Regions from separate parts of the Mus musculus genome. Here region 2 is linked to region 1. The links are chromatin contacts, called in public Hi-C maps. All regions are on one chromosome and are shown on one strand. Each heading gives the region's core, a stretch centred on a gene start, on an enhancer-like site or on the middle of the called end of the contact. The rest is flanking DNA. Distances are from core to core; before and after follow the strand shown.

What was found. Hi-C and Micro-C count contacts between places; a contact is called where the count stands out from the background.
Region 2: a Hi-C map of the N1E-115 cell line shows a contact between it and region 1, with 2.9 times the contacts expected there. The contact joins the promoter of B3galnt1 here to the enhancer-like site in region 1. A contact is called at or near these places in 2 of 484 Hi-C or Micro-C datasets (the N1E-115 cell line and nephron progenitors), 1 of 115 datasets of contacts at active chromatin or transcription factors (embryonic stem cells) and 3 of 9 other capture datasets (adipose tissue, liver and pancreatic islet).

What each region holds. Positions count from the first base shown.
Region 1 is chr3:69,546,471-69,551,812 of GRCm38.p6, forward strand. Ppm1l (protein phosphatase 1 (formerly 2C)-like) reads left to right here. Exons shown (of 4, transcript NM_178726.3): 3 at 2,856-3,017. Among named protein-coding and RNA genes, the nearest start is that of B3galnt1, 50 kb to the right of the region's middle. Within about 2 kb of position 2,366, at least 8 of the 459 cell types and tissues checked have an H3K27ac peak or open chromatin away from gene starts, as enhancers often do. A contact at or near this core is called in the N1E-115 cell line, where this site is marked.
Region 2 is chr3:69,596,853-69,602,194 of GRCm38.p6, forward strand. It overlaps B3galnt1 (UDP-GalNAc:betaGlcNAc beta 1,3-galactosaminyltransferase, polypeptide 1), which reads right to left and starts at 2,108. Exons shown (of 3, transcript NM_020026.4): 1 at 1,950-2,108.

The DNA.
Region 1 (5,342 bases), core at 1,116-3,615:
TGGGTACATGCCCATGAGTGGTCTAGCTAGATCTTGAAGTAAATCAATTCCCACCTTCCTCAGGAACCAGCACACCGTTTCCCACAGTGGCTTCACACATTCACACTCCCACCAGCAATGGGTGAATGTCCCCTTTACTCAACACCCTGGTCAGCATGAGCTGCCATTTGTCTTATTGACCTTGGCCATTCTGCCAGGTGTCAGATGGAATCTCAAAGTGGTTTTTTATTTGCATGTCCCTGGTGACTAAGGAGGTTGTGCTGGTTTTTGCATCACCTTGACACAACCTAAAGTCATCTGAGAGAAGGAAGACCCAGTGGAGAAAATGCCTCCATAAGATTGGGCTGTAGACAGCCTTGTAGGGTATTTTCTTAATTACTGATCACAGAGTGCCCAGTTCATTGTGGGTAGCACCTTCTCTGGACTGCTGGTCCTGGGTTCTATAAGAAAGCAGGCTGAGCAAGTCATGAGGAACAAGCCAGTAAGCAGCACCCTCGATGGCCTCTGCATCAGCTCCTGCAGCCTACCCTGTTTGAGTTCCTGTCTTCAACGATAAAATATGTACCCCATTTTAAAACTATTTTTCTATTTTTTAGTATAGATTAGAGCTTATTGAGGGCATGGGGAGGGGAGTTAAGAGGGTAATAGAAGCAGAGAAAGGCAGAGAGAGAATAGAGAAGTAGAGAAGAGACCGGCCATAAGCACATGGAGAGCAAGACAAAGCAAGAGAGGAGCAAGAGAGCAAGAATAAGTATTTGTTTTCTTACAATCTAGTTTTTTTTTTTTTTTTTTTTTTTTAGTTCTTAGTGTATTTTGGATATTAGCCATCTGTCAAATGTGTAGTTGCTGGAAATCTTTTCCCATGCTGCAGGCTGCTGCTTTGTCTGAATGACCATGTCTTTGCCACACAGACACTTTTCAGTTTTATAGGGTCCTCTTAGTGCCTGTGCTATCAGTATCGTGTTCAGAAAGTCATCTTTTCCTGTGCCAGTGAGTTCAGGGCTCCACCTTCTCTTCAGTCAGGTTCAGTTTTATGTTGAAGTCTTTGATACATTTGGAGTTGAGTTTTAAGCAGCGTGGTAAGTAAGGATCTATTTGGATTCTTTTACATGCAGCCATTCGGTTTGACCACTACCATTTGTTGAAGATGCTGTCTTTTTTCAGGGTGTGTGTTTTGGGCCTCTTTACCAAAAGTCATGTCAACATGTATGGACTTGTCTGAGTCTTCAGTTTAATTCATTGACCAATGTGTCTGATTTTGTGCCAATACCATACTGTTTTTATTATTATAGCTCTGTAGTACAAATTGAGATTAGGAGATGGTGATACCTTCTTCAGTTCTTTTATTATTCAGGATTATTTAAGCTATCCTGGGTCTTTTAAGTTTCTATATGAAAATTCTCTTTTCAGTATCTATTAAAGAATTGTGTTAGAATTTTATTGGGGATTTCATTGAATCTGTAGATTACTTGGAATCTGTAGATTACTAGGATTAATACAGTGAAAATGGATGGCCATTTTCACTGTATTAATCCTACTAATCCATGTGCAGAGAGGGAAAGACCTTGGAATGCTAGCTCTAAATAGAATGTCTCCATCGAATCCCTCTCCTCGAGACCCAGAGAACCCTGAGGAAGAGGAGGCAGAAGAGTGTAAGAGCCAGAGCAGATGGAGGGCACCAGTAGAACAAGGTCCTCTAATCAGCATGATCTATGCTCGTGTGAACCCACAGGGACTGAGGCAGTGTGTAATTGCTCCCGCATCTCCTGCCATCTCCAGTCACCCCAATCATTTCCCCTAATTTAGAAGAAGAGCGTTTCAAGCAGATTTGTAATTGAATATGCTGATTATTGTAACTGATCTCCTGCTCATATCACCCTGTATTTATTCTGTTTACAAGCGGGGTCCTCTTTTTGTCGTATGAAGAGTAAGAGGTTATTTAGATGCGGTTTATATTTATATTATGGAGTGCAGCTTTCTTAATGAGGAAAGGACTGTCAGGGAAGACCAGTGAATACTTTTGAACAAGTAAAGGAGCTATCAGTTTGAGGCAAGAGAGGAATGAGTTGTGAGGTGTGCGTTTCAGCAGACAGGTGGCCACTGACAGTGACTGGCAGGGGTCAGAGGGAGAGAGAAGACTGTTTCATTCTCTTTGCTTTATCCATATCCACCTCAGAAGGAACTGAGGAAAAGCTTGTCTTTGGGCGTCGCATGAAGGCTTCAGGCCAGCACATGATCGGACCACCTCAATCCCACTTCCATCTTCTGTGTAGACGTCTCTGCTTCTGCCATTGTACCCTGCCCCTGCACACCTGGGGCGGGCTGCCCTTTCCCTGGTCTCTGCTCTCAGACTTTCTATATTTGGGCTCGACCTTTCCTGACAGGACTGGTTTTGTCACAGCGCCACAGGATATGGTTGTTGACAACTGCCTCTTCCTCGGGAGCCAACCCTACCCCCACCTATACGCTTTCACGCTTGCCACTGGGACTTCTCGGAGACTCGGTACCAACAAGAAGATGAAAACATGGAGCAGCTGTCTGGGGCTTCGAGCTGATTCTGACTCTCCCCTAATCCTGTTGAATGTGGTGTTTTAAATTGAGAGTAGCAGAAACAAAGTGATTTAGGAAAATGATACTGTTCTAGCCTGTTTCAGTGACAGCGTAACACGGTTAAGAAAATGGCCTGTCAGATTTGATCAGGGATGTTGAAGTGAATCATGGTTATTCCCAGAGTAGCTGGAGTGAAGCTTCTCTGGCAAGAGAGGCTCTAAGGACGGCCATCTGCTGGCCTGGAGAAGCAGGGGACCGTCCGTGCCCTGCCCCCACCTACACTGCCTCTTTCTTCTGTCTTGCAGGCACAACGTGTTTGATCGCTCTACTCTCAGATAAAGACCTCACCGTGGCCAACGTTGGTGACTCTCGGGGAGTCTTGTGTGACAAAGATGGCAATGCCATCCCCTTGTCTCACGATCACAAGCCTTACCAGCTGAAGGAAAGGAAGAGGATAAAGAGAGCTGGTGAGTTTGTGACCCCCACCACCACCACCACCACCCTGGGGAAGTCTACCATCTTGTTTGGTGATCTAGGTGCTTGCTTGGAGAGTTTCTCGGGAGCAAATTTCACGCAGCAATCACATAGTGTAGCCCAGGCTAGCCCTGTTCTCCTGCCTCCACCTCCCAAGTCCTTCAGTGCCAGGCATGGATCAATAAAATGATACTGAGACCAAAGCCCTGAGAAGGATTATTAGATCTGAGAGTTCCCTACATGTGGAAGGCAGGAGTCCCTTCACTGACAGCCGAGCCATGTGCCAGGCAGCTAAGCAGCCTAGAGCCCTGGTGTGTGTGTAAACCTGCAGGATGACTCTTGGTCATTGCAGGTTAGCTTCCTCCTGGTGAGAAAATGAAATGAGCCTAATGAACATTTGAGCCTTCCCAGCGGGGGCTGAGTGACTGAGAATAAACGTGCTGAGTTAGTTGTATTATCCTGCTTGAGACGCAGGATAAATGTTTTGAAGGAAACATTTGAGTGGAGGATTTCCTCGGGTTTTCTGTTGGTAAAATAAAGCCTTGTTTGCGGAGCATCCATCCAGCTTCAGTGAGCTCCAGAAAAGATGAATAGAAAGTTCAGACATTCATTTATAAATATGCACATCATCTCCCCGTGAGAGCTCACCCAAGTGAACTGAAGATCCACATGGCTAAGTTTTGTGGACACACTTGCTCCTGGAAGCTCTATCGTGGTGTCCAGCATGTGTCGTTGAGATTTCACAATCATGCTGTTCCCTCCCTGTCATATCTGACATGCTGCCACTCTACAGTGTTTCCTTATAGAAGAAAATTTGAACACTGTCTCCAGGATCAATCTGGCCTGCTCTTTTTTTTGTTTTTGTTTTTGTTTTTTCATAAAGTAGGCAAGGGTCTTTTTTTTTTAAATATTTTTTACTCTAAGAATTTCATACAATTTATTTTGATCATATTCACTCTCCTCCCCCAAATTCGCCTAGCTCCACCCCTTACCTGTACTTGTTAGAGTTCCTTAAATGGTCAATGTGTGTGTGTATAATATATTATATGTAGTGTATTATATGTATTATTGTTTATACTATTAAATAATCATAAATATATATGAGATTTATTTGACTGTCTTAAAAGCCATGATCCAGCTAGTCCAACATGGCTCTCTCACAATGAAAAAAGACAAAGAACCCATCAGTTGAATAGTGCACAAGGCAGGATGTGTCAGCTGGTCTTTAATCTACATTGGATCCCAAAGAAATAGGTTCTAATACCAGCGATATAATGCCTCAGCAGTAGGATAGATAATCTTGCCTCTTCCATGTCCTTTTATGCATGTGGGCTGCTGCCAGAAGGTGTAGCCTAGATTTAGGGTGAATTTTTCCACCTCTGACTATCCAGTCAAGAAAATCCCTCACGGACATACACAGCTATTTGGGGGTGTGTCCTAGATAGAGTCAAGTTGAGAGCCAAGATTAGCCATCACATCACTCGCGCAACCTTGTGGCTTTTCCCACACCTACCTGTACTACCCATGTAAGAGCATCCATTGGGAACAGAGTCTCACTACCAAGGGCCATACCCTTGAAGAAATGGACTCTTTCTTCCACAGCTATCAGTTGCCAATGACTTCTCAGCTAGGGTGGACCTTCATGCCCGCCTCTCACCTCCATGCTTGAATGTTGTCTGACTTGGGTTTTCACAGGTGCTGTGCATACTGTCTCAATGTCGTGAGTTCATGTGTGCAGTTGTCCTGCCGTTTGTTTCCCTTGTGCTCCTCTGCCACCTCTGACTCTTACACTCTTGCTCCATGCCTCCTCTGCCTCTGTCATCTCCAAACCTTAGGCCGAGATGGATGATATAGATGTTCCATTTAGGGCTAAGCACTCTCCAGTCTCGTGTTCTGTGTACCTGGACCAGTTGTGAGCTCTGTTTTATGTCATCTCTATTTGTGTTTATTATGACCATAGATGTCACGACATCTCTCTTCCTCCTACTTAGCATGACAGGAGGTTCCAGCCATATGTGTTGACCTTTCTGTCTCTGCTTTTCAGTACCAGCATCAGTGTTAGCTTCCATTCACCGTGTGTAGGAGCCAAGCCTGACACGCATCATACAAGTTTATACATTCTGTGAAGACTATAATGTTAAAATCACTCTATAGCCAGTAAACTGGGACTTCAGAGAAACTTGTGTCCACAGACATACAGCCAGAGAGTGACAAGCCAGAACTGAAACCATGACTGACTACACAGTCCAGGCCCTTAGGAACAGGACCAGTGTTCTGCCTCCCGTCCCCTTAAAGCTAACTGCACTATGCCTGTCACT
Region 2 (5,342 bases), core at 858-3,357, 50 kb after region 1:
GCCCCTCCCCTCAGGGGAAAGCTGGGCATCTAGAGAAGCATTTTATTAGAGATAAAGAATTTACTCTAAACTCAAGGTTGAATAGAATCTGTTATCAAGTTTTCCTGAAGCACCACAGTGCTTAATAAAAAAAATTCAACTTTAGGGGGGAAATATATTATCCAAAATGGCTTAGTAGAGCTTAAATCTTGCACTTTTTCAAACCTTCTGGGGAAAGAAACACATAAGAATAGACTAAAGCTTGTAGCTTATATCAGTGATACCCAAAACCCAGATATGGTACCATATTGGGCAGTTTCAGCTAATATAATGCAAAACTAAGATCAAATTAAAAACATGATAAATCCACTTACAGAATTTCAGATGAGATTATATCACTAGATAAATACATGAGAGAGAGAGAGAGAGCGCGTGCGCGATTGATTCTCTGCTTTAGTTAAAATAGATCTGCTGCAAAGAACTGAATTTAAGGAAATATTTATCTCGAGGCTGGAGAGATGACATGTGGTTAAGCACACTTGTTGCTCTTGCAGACTAGAGTTCAGCTCCTGGCCCTCATGTGGAGGGTCTATTCCCATTCATAACTTCAGTTCTGGGGGGTGCAGTGCCGCCCCCCTCCCCACTTCTGACCTTACCAGGCCCTAGGCATGCCTCTGGTACACATGCATACATGAAGAGAGAACACATAAATTTTGCTTTAGAAAATATTTTTTAAGTACTATATCATAATGCTACCACAGCTAAAATCAATGGTCTCTCCCTGACAAACTGCATCAGCATCAGCTGGCTCTTCCTTTCTGGATAGGCCTGGATGCTTTCTTCTTCTCTCTTCTCGTCCCATTCGACAACCAAGAACAATTTCGATAATGTAATAGTTTTTAATGCTGCAGCTCCCTGGTGGCCATTCATTTCAATCAAATCTTCCAACGTGAAAGAGAGAAAATGCCACACTTTTCTCTCAGTAAAAGGAAGGCCCCTTCCTAGAGTTATGAGGTGTCAACACTTCAGAGAGCTCAAACTCCCTGCGTCTGCCTTAGACACCCAAAGGTAAAACACAGATTTCATCTGGGTGAAGACTGCAAATCGTCCTACCTCCCTCCAAAAACAAACCGTTGGGCAATTCCTTACTTGGCAGTAGCGTTTCCTAACAAAGCAAGCTGCTTCTCCTAAAGGCTGGGAACGGGGTTTGTGGGAGGGGGGTCTACTTAAGTCAAAAATCAATGCCTGCCTTTTAGTCCTGCACCTTTTAGTCCTGCAGTCACAAACACAGCTAGCTCTCCGTGCTGCAGCTGGCCGCATCCTTTACAGCCTGAAAAAGTAAGGCTCCCTCCATCTAAGAGTTCCTTTACAATGCTTTGTACATTCCACTCAGACCTTTTATTAATAATGTAGCCTTAATCTTTAGGAGTCTCCTCTTTCCAAATCTCCCATTCCCTTCCTCCTCGCCACCTCTCCCCCAGGAAGCACTCTCCTACCCTAGGGACCACAGGCCCTTTCCCGCCTAGAATGTGCGTTCCTCCCTCCGGGCCTGCAGCAGGTCCATCGGCGTGGCGTGCGGACAGTATTCTCCACTTCTCCTTGGTCGCGGTGACAACCAGGCCACCACTACCTCGGCCCCCGAGGCTTACATAGCTCAAGGCAGGGCAGGATGGATCCGTGAGGCCGCGGTGGCCCGGCTCGCCAAGAGCACTGGACGCCCCTCCAAGTGGCCCAGATTCTCGAGTCTCTCGTCCGGAGCCTCGAGACCCAGCCCCGAGACCAGGCGCGGAGGCCAGAGCCCAGGGCGTGGCAGCTCGCGGCGCCCCGCTCCACGGAGGAGCGAGCGGCGCCCGGGGCCTCGAAGCCCCGACCCACGAACCTAGAAGGCTGCGCCGCGAGAGAGAGGGGCGCTCGGCAGCCGCCCAACCGTCTCCCCGCCTCGGCCTCCCGCCCGCCCGCCCCGCACTCACCTCCCGTGCGCCCGTGGTACCCGCAACGGTGCGGCCCGCGCTCGCTCTCTGCGCGCGAACACGGACTCCCCGCAGCCGCACGCACGCCGAGCGGGCGGGCGCGCGCCTCCTTCACGCACGCGCGCGCGCGCGGGGTCCCTGCGTCCGCAGCCCAGCGCCGTTATCGCTGTTATCGCCGCAGCTGCCGGCCTCTGCCGCGGGCGGGCGCCAGCATCACGGCCACCGCAGGCTTCGCCTAAGTCCTCCACCTCCAACCCCGGCTCTCTGCCTCGTGCCATCTTTTGACAGAAAGCAAGAAATTTTATTTTTGAATGGAACCACCTTCACCCTAGGTCCTGGGAGAAACAGAGTCAGTACAGAAACACCCAGCCTTCATGACCAAAGGCTTCTCCCTTCTCCCTTCTCGGGGAGATGCCTAAATGTGTAGCCCGCAGATTTCCGCCCCAGGGCTGACTTGGAAAGGAGGAAGCCTTGGCACATTCAGAAGGCTGTTTCTCCTTTCAGGAGTGCGGGAGTGGGGGTGGGGAGAGGAAAGCTTTGGTGTATGTGGACCAGAGGCTCAGAGAGTCCTGGCACCCCACCCCACCTCCACCCCCACACCCTCAACTGCCTCTAGAAACCGTCTAGTGCTATGAACCCTTGGTCAGCTCCACTTAGTCATCTCCACCCAAATGGTGCCTCTCTGGGAGAAGGGAGAAGCCTTTGGTCATGAAAGCTGGGTGTTTCTGTACTGACTGTTTCTCCCAGGACTTAGGGTGGAGGTGGTTCCATTCAAAAATTGCTTTCTGTCAAAAGGCCCCTGGAAACAAAGTGTCATCTGAAAACAAAGACCCATTCTGGTGTCTTGGCTTTAGGACTGTGAACAGGTTGGCCTCACTCCACCTAAAAGGAAACAGTTTTTCAGTGAGCACCTAAATACAAGCAACCAAAATTTAACAACAATTCACAAGAATCGCTTTCCCATCCTTCCCTAGACGCTCTAGGTTGCGTTTCTTAAACTAGTGACTTCAACATAGCCGGGATCAGCCTTATCGATTTGGAGAAACTAGAATTCTACAATATCACCTAGTATGTACGCCATGTTCTTGTCGGAAAGCCACACCGACTTCCTAGAAAGATGATCTTATCAAGATTGGACTATTGCCTCTATGCGTCCGTGTAGAATATATAGATGTAGCACAACCTGTTTTCTTTCGTAGCAGGACTTTTAGAAGTTGCTCAGTTCTGTTTGACTGCTGTTTTGCTCTCCCAGCTCAGTAATTTAAGTTCTTGAACCAGAAGCGGGATGTAATGGTAAGACTCCTTTACACACTGCATGGAGCTCTGCGTGTTATTTCCATGGGGGGAGAATATGGACTCTCAAACACAATCTCACTTGACCCAAAGCTAAAACCATGGAAGTAGGGAGAGGTATTCTCCAAACTGTTCCATGATAAACAAACACGGAGAATGTTTCTCTTCAGTGGTTAATAGGCAATATGTCGAAGATTTTGAAAATTCTTTGGAGGAGTGTATTTTCAATTCCTTAGAGAACTGAGAGTACTTAAAACTGATGTGTAGATAAGACAATAAATAACACTCCCAAGAAAGTCAGATGGCATGCCCTTTAGATAAGCTCATATGACCAGCCTTTAACATGAAAGCCAGCTGTCTAGAGTGTCATTTAACTATACAAGACAATGTCAGAGACATGGGAGCCACATCGGTGAACAAGACAAACAAAGCCCTTGAAAATTCAATCACACACAGGGTAATTTCTCTTGGTCAGACTTTCTGTAGAGGTGTCACGGTAGAGGGATATCATAGGAGCGTCTCAATAAGCAAAACATCCCTGAAGTCTGATGACATTAGCAAACTAATCAGTTGTCCCTTTGCATTAGGTGCCGTGAGTTTTCAGTACAAGGAATTGTGACATCAGTCATGAGACTTTTTGTTTGTTTGTTTGTTTTTGTTTTTGTTTTTTGAGACAGGGTTTCTCTGTATGGCCCTGGCTGTCCTGGAACTCACTTTGTAGACCAGGCTGGCCTCGAACTCACAAATCCGCCTGCCTCTGCCTTCCAAGTGCTGGGATTAAAGGCGTGCGTCACCATGCCCGGCTAGTCGTGAGACTTTTAAAACAAGCCCGTGTACCTAAATATGTAGCATAAATTACCCTCTAGATTTTCTGGCACCTATAACCTCAGAAAGCCAAGCAGTAGATATAGCAGAATTAAGTTGAAGCTAGTTTTACTCAAAGAGTCCCTGAGTTCTGTGTTTTGTGTACTTTGGGTCTCCTGAAAGTATCTATGAATACTTTTACTAAAAACAGTGATGCTCTTCAGGGTCTTATGATGTATGTTTTAAGATTTGACAAAGTCAGGGTGTTTCCTATGTTAACATAGGCGTACAAGGTCAAGTTTCCCATATCCATTTCAAGAGTGGAGAGAAATCAAAACTATGTCATCTTTTCTGGTCTCTGACTTAGGTCAGAAATACTTCAGTGGGTGTGAACACATCTGTTTAAAATCTCAAATTCTGCTAGGTAAGAGCTCTGCCAAGTTTTCTATGACCATCTCCCTCCTACAAGGGAATACTCAGAAGATTCCGCAGACAAAGGCATAATTGTAAACCTTCCTCCCAGAAGAAAACAGGTTTTCAGTCCAAATAAGTGGATGTTATTGGTGGTTTTCTCTCGTGCAAGCAGATTAGATTCTACACTTACTCTTGACAGTTGATCTGAACTTCATCAGAGCCAATATTCTACAAATCCAAGACAAGATAAAAGGGATAAAGCTAGCCAAGAGTCATGTGACTATAGGAAGCTGGCTCAACTGAAAAAAGCATTGCACAGCAAAGGGACCCCTGTCCCACATTTTAAGTGATTTGAAATTTCCTTCAGACTTCATTACTGATGCTTGTGAGCCACCATGTGGGCACTGGGGTTTGAACTCAGGACCTTCAGAAGAGCAGTCAGTGCTCTTAACTGCTGAGCCATCTCTCCAGCCCTTTCTTAAACGTTTTTAATGATCCTTGGATAACTAGTAAGTACCTGTGCTCACTTCCAGAACACTCTAGAATGCAAAGACTCGGGCATTTAAGATCAGGTGAATTCGGTTCTCCGAGCTTTCCAGGTATAATCTCTTGCAGTGGTGGTGGTAGTGGTGTTTGTGATTGTTGTTCCTATAGCGTCTAATAGCTGGGGGCTCGGCTCCTTATGCTGCAGAACAAGCCACCCCAAAGTTTGGTTGCCTGTACAAATATTAATAATCTGATGATATAGTTCATTAGTAGAGTATTTTCCTGTCAAGTAACAGTTTCCCTTGGAGGTTGGAACATCCCATCCCGCAGGAAGGTAAACAGCCTCAGCAGATCTTCAGGCAGCCCCTGAAACTGACTAGATTCATTAGGCCCCTT